Regions from separate parts of the Sus scrofa genome. Here region 2 is linked to region 1. Evidence: chromatin contacts called from public HiChIP or PLAC-seq data. All regions are on one chromosome and are shown on one strand. The core of a region is the stretch at or near the end of the contact, and the rest is flanking DNA. Distances in the headings are between cores, read along the strand shown.

Region 1 (2,779 bases), core at 157-2,656:
GCCTGGGAATCTCCATAAGCTACAGGTATGGCCCTAAAAAGCCAAAAAAAGAAAAAAAAAGAAAAAAAAAAAACCCTGCAGGCCAGGAGCAGGAGGGCAGTGACCTGCAGACAAACCTGGCCTACTCACTGCAGACAGTACCAGAGGGGCAAGGCTGGGTGTTGGGGGGGGGTGCCCTTCAAAGAACGCGGAGTGCTGCAGGGAACCAGAGGTCAAGGAGTCCCTCCAGGACCTCCTTCATGTGACACACCAGAGGATTTAGGCCCCCGGCAACAGGTAGACCTGTTACGTTGATGAACCCCCCGCCTTTGGCACAGTCCCTCGGTCTTTTTTTTCTTTTTTTGCTGTGCTGTGGCATATGGAATGCCCTGACCAGGGATCAGATCCCAGTTGCAGTTGCAACCCATGGCAATATCAAATCCTTAACCCCCAACCCCCACCCTACCGCTCCCCGTGCTGGGCTGGGGATCAAACCTGCATACCGGCATACCCGCAGGCCAGAAACGGGGAAGATGCCATTGCACCCCAGTGGGAACTCCTTGGCCTTTTTAAAGTGGCCACATGGGGGAGTTCCTTGGTGGTCTAGTGGTTAGGACTCCATGCTTTCACCGCTGCACTCAGGCCAAGGTTCAATCCCTGGTCTGGGAACTGAGATTCTACATCAAGCTGCTGCGAGCCACGGTCAAATTAATGAATGGCCACACACAGGAGTCCACCCTCGTAAAATATTTCCAGTTTCTCATTAGCAACCCTCAGCATTTGGCGCCCCCCCATCTCTCCTCTCATAGACCCATCTTCCTCTGAAGGGGCAAAGCCCCATGCACCGCTAAGTCTTTACTCTCGGCTTCCCCTGCCAGCCACACCCTTCTACTCCTTTCTGCCTGGAGAGTCTTATGTTCTCCGGGATCACTGAAGGAGTCTCCATGCCATAGCCAACAGCCACTTCCCACCCCGAGATCCCGCTTCCATCTCTTTTCGGATGGTGGTTGCTGCATCTGTCAGTGTCCCGCGGCCCCGGAATGGGTGCGACGGTGTTGTTTCGATCCGGAATCCCAACAGACGCCCAGGAAATCGGTACTACGTTTGTGACCCAGGCGGGCTCCCCCGTGCATCTGCAGATTCTTAGGTCAGGGCTCGCTCCTCCGCACCCTCTGAGCGCCTCGCGTTCGGGTGCGCAGCCGCAGTGGGCCCCGCTGACCAGCCGGGCTCCCCAGGGGGGCTGGAGGGGACAAGAGGGGCCTGGACGGCGAGAAGCCGCCAGCAAGGCAGGCGCCCAGCGCTCCCGGCTCACGTGACCGCCCCCCGCCCACTGCGGACCCAGTCACGTGACGGCCCAGCCGGCGAGCGTTTTCTCACGTGACGAGGCGCCAGCGTGTGGCCCAATGAGGAGGCGGGGGCGGGGCTGCCGGGGGCGGTGCGCGGGAAGGAAACCCGGGGCCTCCGCGGCTGCGGGGGAGACCCGGAGGGAGGGCGGCCGGGAGCCGGGGTACGGGGTGGGGCCCGCCGCCAGTCTCAGCCTGGTCGCGGGGAGCAACATGAAGTGTTTGGTCACGGGCGGCAACGTGAAGGGTGAGTTGAGGCCGGCCGGGGGCCGGGACACGTGGGACGGCCCAAGGCTCGAGCCCAACCCGGGTTTCTCCTCTCGTTCCCGCAGTGCTCGGCAAGGCTGTCCACTCCCTGTCCCGTATCGGGGACGAACTCTACCTGGAGCCCCTGGAAGATGGGGTGAGGGGCCAGGGTATTGGGGGAGGGTGGGTTTCCAACAGGGAACCCTAAACTGGGCTCGGAGTCTCGTTCCCATCAGGCAGGATGCTGTTATGCAGATTTGTCTGCTGAGTTACAGTTTCCTCCCCTGTTGTTGAGGTGTCGGCTTGGGCCCGGTCCTCTTCCCAGGCCGATGTGTGAGCTGAGAGCATCTGTCCTCACTCAAGTGTCTGGTGGCGGGTGGGTGACAAGGTAAAATGCGTAGGTGCTGAGGCCGACTCCGGGAAGGCGTCATGGTGAAGGTATCCGCTGACCGCCAGGAGAGGGAGGGTTTTCAACAGCTGATGGAAACGGAGGATAGCAGGGCAAGAGGGAGCAAAAGCCGGCCAGAGGGCTGGGCCTGTCACTGCTGGTGACCGCATCCCTCTCCCTGCTTTTCCTGGTCCAGCTCTCCCTCCGGACTGTGAACTCCTCCCGCTCCGCCTATGCCTGCTTCCTCTTTGCCCCGCTCTTCTTCCAGCAGTACCAGGCGGCCACCCCTGGTCAGGACCCATTGCGCTGTAAGATCCTGATGAAGGTGAGGCCCATTCCTCAGCCGTGGTCATGACTCCCCCAGGAACTCTGCCAGCAGTGTGCTTGCTCTGGGGCAGCTAGTAGGTGGCAGCTAGGGGGAGATATGTATGCAGGAGCAGGAGGGATCCCCTTCAAAATGCAGCAAGGGTGTAGTAAAGACAGCCACGGAGGGGAGGAGTTCCTGTCGTGGCACATTGGAAACAAATCTGACTAGTATCCATGAGGACACAGGTTCGATCCCTGGCCTCTCTCAGTGGGTTAAGGATCCGGCGTTGCTGTGAGCTGTGGTGTAGGTCGCAGATGAGGCTCGGATCTGGCATGGCTGTGGCTGTGGTGTAGGCCGGCAGCTGCCGCTCCGATTCAACCCCTAGCCTGGGAACCTCCATATACCGTGGGTGCGCCCCTAGAAAGCAAAGCAAAAAAAAAAAGATGGCCACTGGGAGTTCCCGTCGTGGCGCAGTGGTTAACGAATCCGACTAGGAACCATGAGGTTGCGGGTTCG
Region 2 (3,096 bases), core at 169-2,668, 98 kb before region 1:
GGTCTGGAGTCTGACTGCATTTTTCAGCTCCCAGGTCCATGGCAACCTGTTCAATGTTCTAGGTCCAGTCTCAGTCCCAGTTGGATGTCCTGGTCCTGGGTCCATGTTCAGAGTTTTTTGGGGTTTTTTTGTCTTTTCGCCATTTCTTGGGCCGCTCCTGCAGCACATGGAGGTTCCCAGGCTAGGGGTCTAATCAGAGCCGTAGCCACCACCCTATGCCACAGCTCATGGCAACGCCGGATAATTAACCCACTGAGCAAGGCCAGGGACCGAACCCGAAACCTCATGGTTCCTAGTCGGATTCGTTAACCACTGCGCCACGACGGGAACTCACCATGTTCAGAGTTTTTGATGTTGGGTCTAGAACCCTGGTCTGCAGTGAATGGCCCACATCTGGGTCTGGGCCCTGCTCTCAAGTCCAGGGTTTAGGGTCATGATAGCGGTCTGAGTCTGAGGGTGGGATCAAGGTTGGGGTCAGCAACCAAGGTGGGATGGAGGTCGTGGTCCGTGGGTGGCATCAAGTGTTTGAGGTCATGGTCCACAATCTGGGTCTGGGGTCAGTGGTAGGGTCTGGATGTGAAGGGCGGGGGGGTGGGCTCAGAGTGTTGATCCCAGGCCATGGTCAGAGTCTGAGGTGGTGGTCCAAGGTCTAGGTCTGAGGTCCTGTTCGGAGTCTGGGGTCAGGAATGTTATCCGGGTCTGCGGTGCGATTTCCGACTGTGTCCAAGGTCAGGGGTCAGGGGTTACAGCCAGGCTCTGAGACCCAAGTCCCTGGGATTACGTTCTGAAACGCCAGTCTGCGGTCCCGGCCATGGCCTCTTGTGGAGTCTGGGATCCGAGCTGCGGTCCAGGTCTGGGTCTGGGGGCTTCTTCGGGCCAGGTCCCTGCCGTGTTCCACGTCCGGGGTCAGGGTCTCGGCTGAAGGTTGGGGTCCGAGATCCGAGGCCACGGGGCGGAGCTGAGACGGGGTCCGGGTGGCCCCGGGGGTCAGTCTCAGGCCACCCGCGCGGCCTCCAGGGGGCGCCGCCGCCCGGCCGCCCGGCCCCTCGCGGGCTCGCTGGCGCTGTGCGCGGCAGGCGGGGCCGGAGGCGGCGGCGGCTCCGGGGCGCGGGTGGCGGCGGCGGCGGCGGCGGCGGTGGCGGTGGCGGCGGCGGCGGCGGCGGCGGCCCGACTGCAGTCCCGGCGGGAGCGGAGCGAGCCGGGGCCGGGCCCGAGCCGGCGCCATGGGGCGGCGCCGCCTGTGAGCCGCGGCGAGCGGAGCCGCGGGCGCCCAGCGGGGCCAGGCGGGCGGCGGCGCCCGAGGCCGACGGAGCGGCCGGGCCGGGCCGAGCGCGCCGAGCGGAGCGGAGCGGAGCCGAGCGGCGGGAGAGGCCGCCGCCGCCGCCAAGATGGCGGACCTGGAGGCGGTGCTGGCCGACGTGAGCTACCTGATGGCCATGGAGAAGAGCAAGGCCACGCCGGCCGCGCGCGCCAGCAAGAAGATCCTGCTGCCCGAGCCCAGGTGAGGCGGGCGCCGGCCCCGCGCCCCGCGGCCCCAGACCCCCGGGCACTGGCCCCGGGACCCCTTCTGCCCCCGGCGCCCCGGGCCTGTGCACCTGAACCCGGCGCGCCCCAGCGCCGGGCTTGCCAGCTCCCCTGGCTCCCCGACCCGCCCGGTGCCCCCTGCCCCACTGTGCCTCCCTCTCCCGTCACACACTCTGCCTGGCCCCGGTCTCTGTCGGCCCCAGGGGCTCCCTGCTCCCCTTCATTCTCCTCGGGTAGCCCTGGGTCCCCTCCCCTGCCTGCCCCATCTGCCTGGCCGGACTCTTCCTCCCTTCGTTCCGCTGCCCCTGCTCCCAGCACCCGCCCCCCGGGTGCCACTGCCCCCACCCTGGCCCCCTCGGGTGGACACTTGCCTGAGGTTTGGGGGATACTGGGTCTTCCCCATTCTTCGGGTGGGTCGTTGGCTTGGGGTGGGGTTTGAATTCGGCTTTAGGGGCTGGGGCGGTGGTGGGGAGCAGGGTACGGTGTGCGCCCCATCCCATTAAGACACCATCTGTCCCTCTCCCCGCGAATTCGTCCTCCGGCAGGCCCTGCTTGCGGTGCCCTGTGGGTGCCATTTGCCAGGGGACGTCCCGGCACCCCTGCAGCAGCTGGACCACGGCTGCCACCTCTCTGTGAGACAACTGATGACATTGCACCTGATATCAAAGTTTAAACTGTTCAGGATTTAGGGACAGGAACAGACAGGATACAGGCAGTAGCTCAGGCTGTCCAGTGTTTTATGGCTTCTAGAGTATTTTCCCATTGTTTGAGCGTCAAGCAGCCCATGGGTGGGTAGAACCAGTGTGGAACAGGTGGGGAAGCCGAAGGCCCAGATGGGAGTAGCCTGCTCAGTGTCACAGGTAGTCCAGGGTGGTGCCTGGCTGCCAGATCAGGGCTTCCGGCTGCTGGTTCCACAATGTGGCCACCCTTCTGGCCTGAGCGGGGACCTGTTATTCTGCAACTGCAAGAGCCACGGGCCTACCACCAGTCCCAGCAACTCCTCTATCTCTGCCTGGGAGTTGCCATGCTGAGGCCCAGCCGGCCCAGCCGGCCCAGGAGCCTGGGCCCCTCTGAGCTGTCATGGTCTTATCATGTGACTTTGGGCAAGTCCCTTCCCATTTCAGGGCCTCAGTGTTCTCATCTGTGAAACGCGGTGGGTGCGAAATAAGGACTGTGACCGTGGCATCCTGAGTGTCTGAAGCAGGGCCCAAAGCTGCGGGGCCAGCATCTCCGGTCCCCTCCACTGGGCCCTGTTTGCTGGCTTTCGAATTGACTGAACACCAGGCCTGGGAGAGGAAAATCGGTCTGCATTTTGAAAAGGCCGTTAGGGCACCCCCCCCCTTTTTAAGACATTTGCAATCAGATTTCTCAAAACAGGAACCAGACTGACTGTCAGCTGGGGGCTGTCCAGGGAGCAGCGACAGTTAGAACAAAATGAGTTCAGAAATGACAAAGCCACGAGGGAGGAAATGGGGGCGTCAACCTCTGGGGTTCGCAGTGACTCTCCGTGGTGGCCGCGGGCCTCAAGACCCTCCTGTGGGTCGGACTTGTGTAAACTGTGAGGCGGGGCCT

What was found. HiChIP or PLAC-seq counts read pairs in DNA pulled down with a chosen protein or histone mark.
Region 2: an H3K27ac HiChIP or PLAC-seq map of alveolar macrophages shows a contact between it and region 1. The contact joins the promoter of GRK2 here to the promoter of RAD9A in region 1. A contact is called at or near these places in 8 of 47 Hi-C or Micro-C datasets (alveolar macrophages, embryonic fibroblasts, mesenchymal stem cells and 4 more) and 1 of 2 datasets of contacts at active chromatin or transcription factors (alveolar macrophages).

The regions. Positions count from the first base shown.
Region 1 is chr2:5,128,367-5,131,145 of Sscrofa11.1, reverse strand. RAD9A (cell cycle checkpoint control protein RAD9A) reads left to right here and starts at 1,406. Exons shown (of 11, transcript XM_003122463.5): 1 at 1,406-1,569; 2 at 1,655-1,725; 3 at 2,153-2,281. The coding sequence starts at 1,536.
Region 2 is chr2:5,225,737-5,228,832 of Sscrofa11.1, reverse strand. It overlaps GRK2 (G protein-coupled receptor kinase 2), which reads left to right and starts at 1,418. Exons shown (of 21, transcript NM_001244878.1): 1 at 1,418-1,501. The coding sequence starts at 1,431.